Linked DNA regions of Gossypium hirsutum: region 1 is linked to region 2. Evidence: chromatin contacts called from public Hi-C data. All regions are on one chromosome and are shown on one strand. The core of a region is the stretch at or near the end of the contact, and the rest is flanking DNA. Distances in the headings are between cores, read along the strand shown. Region 1 holds the start of LOC107962281 (serine/arginine repetitive matrix protein 1). Region 2 holds the start of LOC107962986 (wings apart-like protein 1).

What was found. Hi-C and Micro-C count contacts between places; a contact is called where the count stands out from the background.
Region 1: a contact with region 2 is called in a Hi-C map of leaf, with 2.4 times the contacts expected there. The contact joins the promoter of LOC107962281 here to the promoter of LOC107962986 in region 2. A contact is called at or near these places in 2 of 34 Hi-C or Micro-C datasets (both in leaf).

Annotation. Positions count from the first base shown.
Region 1 is chrA06:91,393,180-91,396,615 of Gossypium_hirsutum_v2.1, reverse strand. LOC107962281 (serine/arginine repetitive matrix protein 1) reads left to right here and starts at 1,959. Exons shown (of 1, transcript XM_016898596.2): 1 at 1,959-3,436. The coding sequence starts at 2,483. The coding sequence ends at 3,301.
Region 2 is chrA06:90,649,909-90,653,594 of Gossypium_hirsutum_v2.1, reverse strand. LOC107962986 (wings apart-like protein 1) reads left to right here and starts at 2,407. Exons shown (of 14, transcript XM_016899592.2): 1 at 2,407-3,160. The coding sequence starts at 2,631.

The DNA of each region.
Region 1 (3,436 bases), core at 710-3,209, 740 kb before region 2:
TTTTTTTATTGCTGTGTTTTTCTTTCTATGTGTAAAATAAGGAAAACCAACTCTTTATTTATAATAGTAATAGAAGGATAAAATAGTAAATATGCAAGGGTAAAAGAGTAAAAATCGTAGGGTTAGTTTTGTAACTGATCCATCATTTCTGCGCAATAGTAAAAAAAAATCTCATGTTTTAGATTTTCGTAATAATAAAAAAAAAGAAGAAAAATAAAATTGTTTTAAAAAAATTATTTTTGTGAAAAATAATATAAGAGTTTTATTCAAAAGAGAATACACACGGCATGATAAAAACACATGTTAGCATTGGCACTAATACAAATTAAGCTACAATAATATATGTGTTCGGCCTATAGCCCAATTATTCAATGAGAATAAAAAGAAAGGCTATATATAAACTTTCTTAATAATTTATATTTAACCAATGTAGAATAGCTCAAACCCAATTTATTGGACCTATGCAATGTACCAGTTTCTTCCTCATCACCTTCGCTTTTCATACCCTTTACTAACACAACTCCTTTCTTTCTCAAATACATCACACAGTATTAACTCAATCATGAGAGAGCGTGCGTTTTAGAGTACAAATTTGGATGCCATTAGCTGTTTTATCATGAAGAAATAATATACAAAAGACTAGTTGGAGAAGTGGAGATATTTAACTATATATTTGGTTGAGGCTGGGGGTAGGCTAGGTGGGTGGGATGGGTCACGTGTACTTTATTTATTTATTGCCATTTCACATGTGTAAAATGTGTTGATTGAAGATTGAGAGAATATGACACTAGTTTGACACCTCCTCCTCCTCCTTACATTACGATTTTAGAAAAATAATGATAATTTCACCCTTTTTTTAATATTATGTGAGATACAAATTACAATCTTTTTCTAAATAATAAAAAACCTACAATATTTTTAGAAAGGCCTCTCACTCATGGCGTACAGAGAATTAATGCGGCCAATGGCTTGGTCACTTCCCAAATGCCATTTTCCTTTTTTTTTTCTTTGGTTTTGCTGAGGTTAGCCTCTTAACTGTCAAATTTTATTTCTTTATTTTGTTACATTCCTAATTATTTTTTAATAATATTGTCTTTAAAGTTGAAATCCACCTTCTTTCAAACATCTATAATTTCTTAAATTATGCTATACTATACATGTTGGGATAACCATGAGGTTACATCCACCAATTAAAGCTTCAATTATTGCCCTTTAATTTTAATTTTACAATCATATGATAAAATTCCCAAACAATGAAAAATAAGTGTAAAAATTCTACATAATGTGAGTGTTCAAGGAAAATAATTACATGGTTTGTGGCTTTATAAATAAAGGCTATCTTTTTATGTTGAGAAGGTTGGTTTTTTCTTTTGAAGTACATAGTAGGAAAAGCCACTGATTGTTTTGTTTGGAATTGAATGAAAGACCAACTAAGCTTAAACCATTGGGCAGCAAAAATTGGATTGGGATGGATCAGTTATTGGTTCTTCACAAACCCAAGATGAATGGAGACCAAAATGGCCTCATAAGATAAGACCCAAATGGAACATTTGTCTCACTCAGCTTCTTGTCTGGTATACTTTACATCCAAACTTGTTTGTTGCAAACTATGGGCTATATATGTTTGATAGTCCATCAAATTCAGTATTTATAAAATTAAATAAATATAACTTAAATTGAAATAATGAGATTGGCTTTCCTATTGACTGTTGATACAGATGGCTAAAGAAAAGTAGATGCGGTCACTGCTCATAAGCAGCATCTCTCTTTGTTTTTTAAGTTTGTGTTTGTCATGTTACTTGGCATAAATCAACTTGTATCGCAAAATCTAAGGGTTGATTAGATGTGGCATATGCAACTTTACCAGTCCAAGATTCCATCATAGGTAGGGTCTCAAATTATTAGGCAAGGGCTAGTGTTTTTGTTCCAAATATTGAGACAATTTAACAACTTTTTCCTAATCTTACTGATTATTTCATACGTTTAAGAACAGATCATTTCCATGTAAATCCATGAAAGTTGTGGGTCAAGTGTTCGACCACAAACCATAAACCCAATCACAACCGTTCAATTAACCCTAACAGTGGTCCCACATCGACCGCCCATTCTGGTTAGATTTAGACATCACATGTACCGAGGGACTGTAAAAAGACATATCAATAATCCCCCCACCTCCTCTTCTAGACGACTAGAACATGCGCCGCTCCTTAAAAATTCCACAAATCACGAGACATATGCAGCTCAAAGGGACTTGAATGAAAAACGACGAAATATGAAGGTCATTTAGATAAATAGAAATATGTTACCTAAGAATAAAATGCACTCCATTGAGGTTACGCCTCCGTTATGGGGAGTGGAGACCTTCTTCATCGAGTCTAAAGCCGGGAAATACTTAATCTACTTACCAACAGATCATTGCTGAACTTAAAACTCAACAATGGCACTTTGTTTCTGAGTCAATCTGTAGATTCCATTTCCTCAAATGGGTTGCTGTGTAAGCACCAACACAGGTTCCCTTCGTGCGAAGGAATCACATTTGCAAGTGGGTGTTGAATCCAAAGCTCCACCACCTTCGGCTGAAGAAGAAACTGTGAAGGAAGTTTTATCTGAAACCCCAAAAACCAAAGCTCCCATCTTTACCCCACAACAAGAAGAGAGCAAGCAAACCCAGATTGAGAAACCGGTCTTTGTCAAGATCCAAGAGAAGGAAAGCCTTAATTTCAACGTCAAGACCAAACCAAAATCACCTGTCCTTGAAGAGTCAGCTTCGGAAGAGGTTTCCGAGATTTGCAGCGTGAGTTTAAGTGAAAGCCTTTCCACTGTTACTGATAGGAGAGATGAAGAAGATGAAGTGAGGCAGCTAAAGGTGTTCAGATCTTCGGCAAGACCCGGGTCAAGGAACCGTGTCGTGGGTCGGAAGCTTGATCAATCACCTAACAAAAGAAATGGGGTCGTGAACGGGGGATCATCAGTGAGGTTGGTTCAAAGCAAGGGGGGATCCCCAGTGAAACGTGGGTCAAGACCCGATCCGCCAAGGAAGGATCCGGGTGGGAGTTCAGGGAGGAGGTCAAGATCACCTGCGGTGAATAGAGCTGTAATGGGTCGGAGCTCGTCCGGAGGTAGGACCATTCATTCTCCTGGTAGGGTCCGACGTGACCCAGGAGAGCAACAACAACACGTTACTACAACTACCATGGAAGGGAAATGGCCAAGCAGCAATAATAATGGTGCTACAACGAGTGCTCCAAATGAATCACTTGAAAATCCTCTTGTCTCCCTTGAATGTTTCATCTTTCTTTAAGGATTAAAAGAAAATATTGTACCTTTAGAGTTCATATATTGTAATTTCTCTTATTGTTTTTGTTTTGTTTGTGAATACTGATTCAATGCAAATGTCAATCCGGACTGCAATGCAATGGGAGATTTTGGTTGTATT
Region 2 (3,686 bases), core at 1,158-3,657:
ATTGTTGCGCTGATGACCCACCCCAATAAAAAAATGATGCTGGTGGTGTTTGTGTTATTATCGATGTGTAACTGTAAGGCGCCACAAAACCCGGATACACTGGCATTGACGTCGACATCAGGGTGTAGAATGTAAGAGACATCGGCGGTGCCCTAAAATATGTACTTGTGGGAAGAGAAAAATCGAGAACATGCAGTGGTTGTGTATAGTGCGATGCTTGTGAAAAGAACATGGGGTTAATGAAATGAACAAGAATAAGTAGAATGAACTGACCGGGATATTGCGTAGATATAGACAGTGCTTCTTCGAGCGGAATCGATGATGAACCCGCCGTGCGACCGCATTTGGCCTTACGTTGCTACTAGGGTGGTTGTCGTTGCCTCTTCTAGTGAAGTTGCCTACTCTTCACCTCCATTGATAGTAGATATGACTTATAGGCAACTCTGGACGACAACAAGTACTCCAAACAAGCCGCCGTGGCCACCAAGAAAAATGGTTTGCAGATGGGTAAGAAATCAATCATACGATCCCAAGCCTAGATGTAGTCCTTGTGCATCTCTCGCCAATTCTCGTCGTTCTTCCCCCACATGTTCACCTTGTACAACTTCTTTAAGTCTCGCGGTGCTGGTAGAATTTGTTGTCGATACCCAAATTGTAGCAGAAGCAGGCAACTACTGATTGACATCTTACCCGATTCTATGGCCCAATACAACTCCTGGTATAACGTAGCCAACACGGGTGATCCCAACTCAATTTTTTGCATTCTTTGAAGTCTACTAGGTGTAGTAGCCACCTTATGTGTACCAAAATTTGAGATTTATCGGGAATTAAAATGCCGTTGATTAATTGAAGAATGAATGATTGGGTGTATTGTTCTTTGACGACCTTAATCGCATCTATAAGAAGCTTATCAAAATTTTTTGCCAACCATTTCATCAATATTCGACCACTATCAAACTTGTCCGTGACCTTCCTTAATAATGCTGCACAAAGATCCTTTTTTATCGGGGATAATTGTTGTTACCGTAACGATCGGTCCATCCATCGGTAGATCGAGTTGTAACGCCACGTCCTCTAGTGTGATTGTACACTCGCCACATGGAAGATAGAAAGTATGTGTCTCAGGCCTCCATCTTTCCACCAACGCGCTGTGAGTCTATGGTCAAGTTTGCAGCCCTCGAACATATGAGATGTATGCAAGAATCCCGCCTATTGCAAGTAACCATGAATTTTAGTAATTGGAGGCTTTGACAAATTATGTATGAACGCCTCCAAAACATAGTCATCTGCTTATTTATAACAACAAAAAATTATTTTTATTTATAAAAAAATTAAATTTAACTTAATTGAAAATAACGAAAATTAAATTTTTGTGTTATCATTACTGCTTGAGCGACAGAAATGTGATTATGGTCGAAACGAATTAGAGAGGTTGTTATTAGTGAAAATTTAATTCGAACAAATAAAATACAGAATAATTAAAATTAATATTTTTAAAAGAGAATATCGAAAAATTTAGAACAAGAACTTGAGAAAATTGAGAAAGTTAGGAGATTAGAAAGAATTGAGAGAATATTATGTGAATGAAAAATAAACAAATTTGGGGGTATTTATAGGTAAACAAAAATGACCATTGTCCTTTTTTACCGTTGCACGACCAACATTCAAATGACCGTTGAGGGAAAACGTGTCCATCTGAGCACGCTTTCTGTTTCTCTTTTAAAAAATAACTTATTTCCCTAAATTTTTAAAAAAATAACTTATAACCTTAATTTAAAAAACGACATAATTACCTAATTTAGCCTACTATTAACTCAACACTCGTATATGTCACATATTCTGAAAAGTAACTTTTCGAAGGAACCTAAGAAATAATTAAACTTTTTTACAATATTCAAGAAAAAAAAACTTAGAAGTTGTAAAAGAAATCAAAATCAAAATTACAGAAAACTAAAACTTAAAAATATACTAAATTGTTCTTTAAATGTGAACTTTTTTAGTATTATTTATTAAGATTTTATATTTTATATTTTACATGACATGTCACTTTTAATATACTTTACTACATGTCAATTTTTCATTATAATCAAATCAATTACTAATAATTTTTGTTAATAAAAGAATATCTTTTTATAATTGAAAGCTCAATTGGATGTAATTTTTTTAATTGCTATATTTATTGGTTTTTATTGGGAGGTTGTTTGACCCTCAAGGGTTTATTTTTCTAATTTATACTTCATTAAATTAATTTTTGAAATGGATAAATTATTTTTATATTTAATATAAATATTAAAGAAAAATTCAATATATTTGGTGTCACGGCCCATCCACTCCTATTAGCGTCGGCCCTAGGTAATTTCCTCTCATTTCAGGACCAAACCGGACCCAAATCAAAATCCCAACCGGACCCAGATTTCTCTCTTCTAATTTGTCCTAAAACCTTTCTTTTCTTTTTCTCTCAGCTCCACCGTCCAAGAAAGAGAGAGAGACAGAAAGAGAAAGGGAGAGCTTCGTTTCATTTCAAAATCTCGATTTTTGTTTTCTTTTTTGCCCAAAATACCCTTATCTTTCTTCTCAATGCCATATCCAGGTTAAACGCCGCCACCTTAAAGAAATCTAGACTCCGAACAATGATCGTCCGAACCTACGGTCGCCGTAACCGTGGTTTAACCAGGACATTCTCCGACTCCCTAGACGACGACGTCTCCGACTCCCCTCCCTTGTCCCAAGAAACGTTGCCGTCTCAGGACATCTACGATTTCCCTTTCACTACCACCCAGGAATCCTCTTCCTTATGGCCGTCCTCTCAAGAATTCATCGACGACGACTACAAGAACCAAATAAAAGCGCCCGTTAAACCAACCCAAAGATGTTTCGAATTCGAAGATCCAAGAAACGGTGATGTTAGAAGATCCAAGAAACAGAAGCAAAACCAGAGCAAGAACGAGGTAGGGTATTCTTCTATGCCGTGGATTTCGCCGACTTCGAGTCTGATGGAGGCTCAAGAATTCGGGGAAATGATGGAGCACGTTGACGAGGTTAATTTCGCGCTTGATGGGTTAAAGAAAGGCCAGCCAGTGAGGATCAGAAGAGCGAGTCTTTTGTCTCTGCTTTCGATTTGCGCCACTGCCCAACAGAGGAGACTGTTGAGAACTCATGGGTATGTTGAAATTCTTGATGGTTTTTGGTTTTTAGGTTCTTTCGTTGAAATCTGTTGATATTGGCATCTGGGTAGTGTTAATTTAGGGTGGAATTTTGAAATTTTAATTTAAATTTGGTTATGAAATAACTTTGTTGATTCAAACGGATTAAGGTGCATTTTGCTTCTTTTTGGCCTTTTGTTTTAGACATGGGGGATAATATGGATTAGTAATTTTAGGGACGTTAAGCATATTTGAAATTTTGAATTCCCTTCTGGGAGTCTATAGACTATTCAACTATATTTGGCTTTCCGATAGAGTTAAAGGAAAGATAAATGTATCAAAGATTTGGGTCTTGGATGAAAACGTAGTTTATTAGAAATTGTAAAGGGTTGGCGGTCTTGCATTCCCTTTTGGGGATTGCGTAAGTTATTGATGTTTTTGATAGTTTATGGATAGAATTTGATTTTGTTATTAATTTAAAGAATTCCTTTGGTGGTTAGTTTGTGTTTCCAGTAGTATTAAGGACTGTTACATTCTGTTATA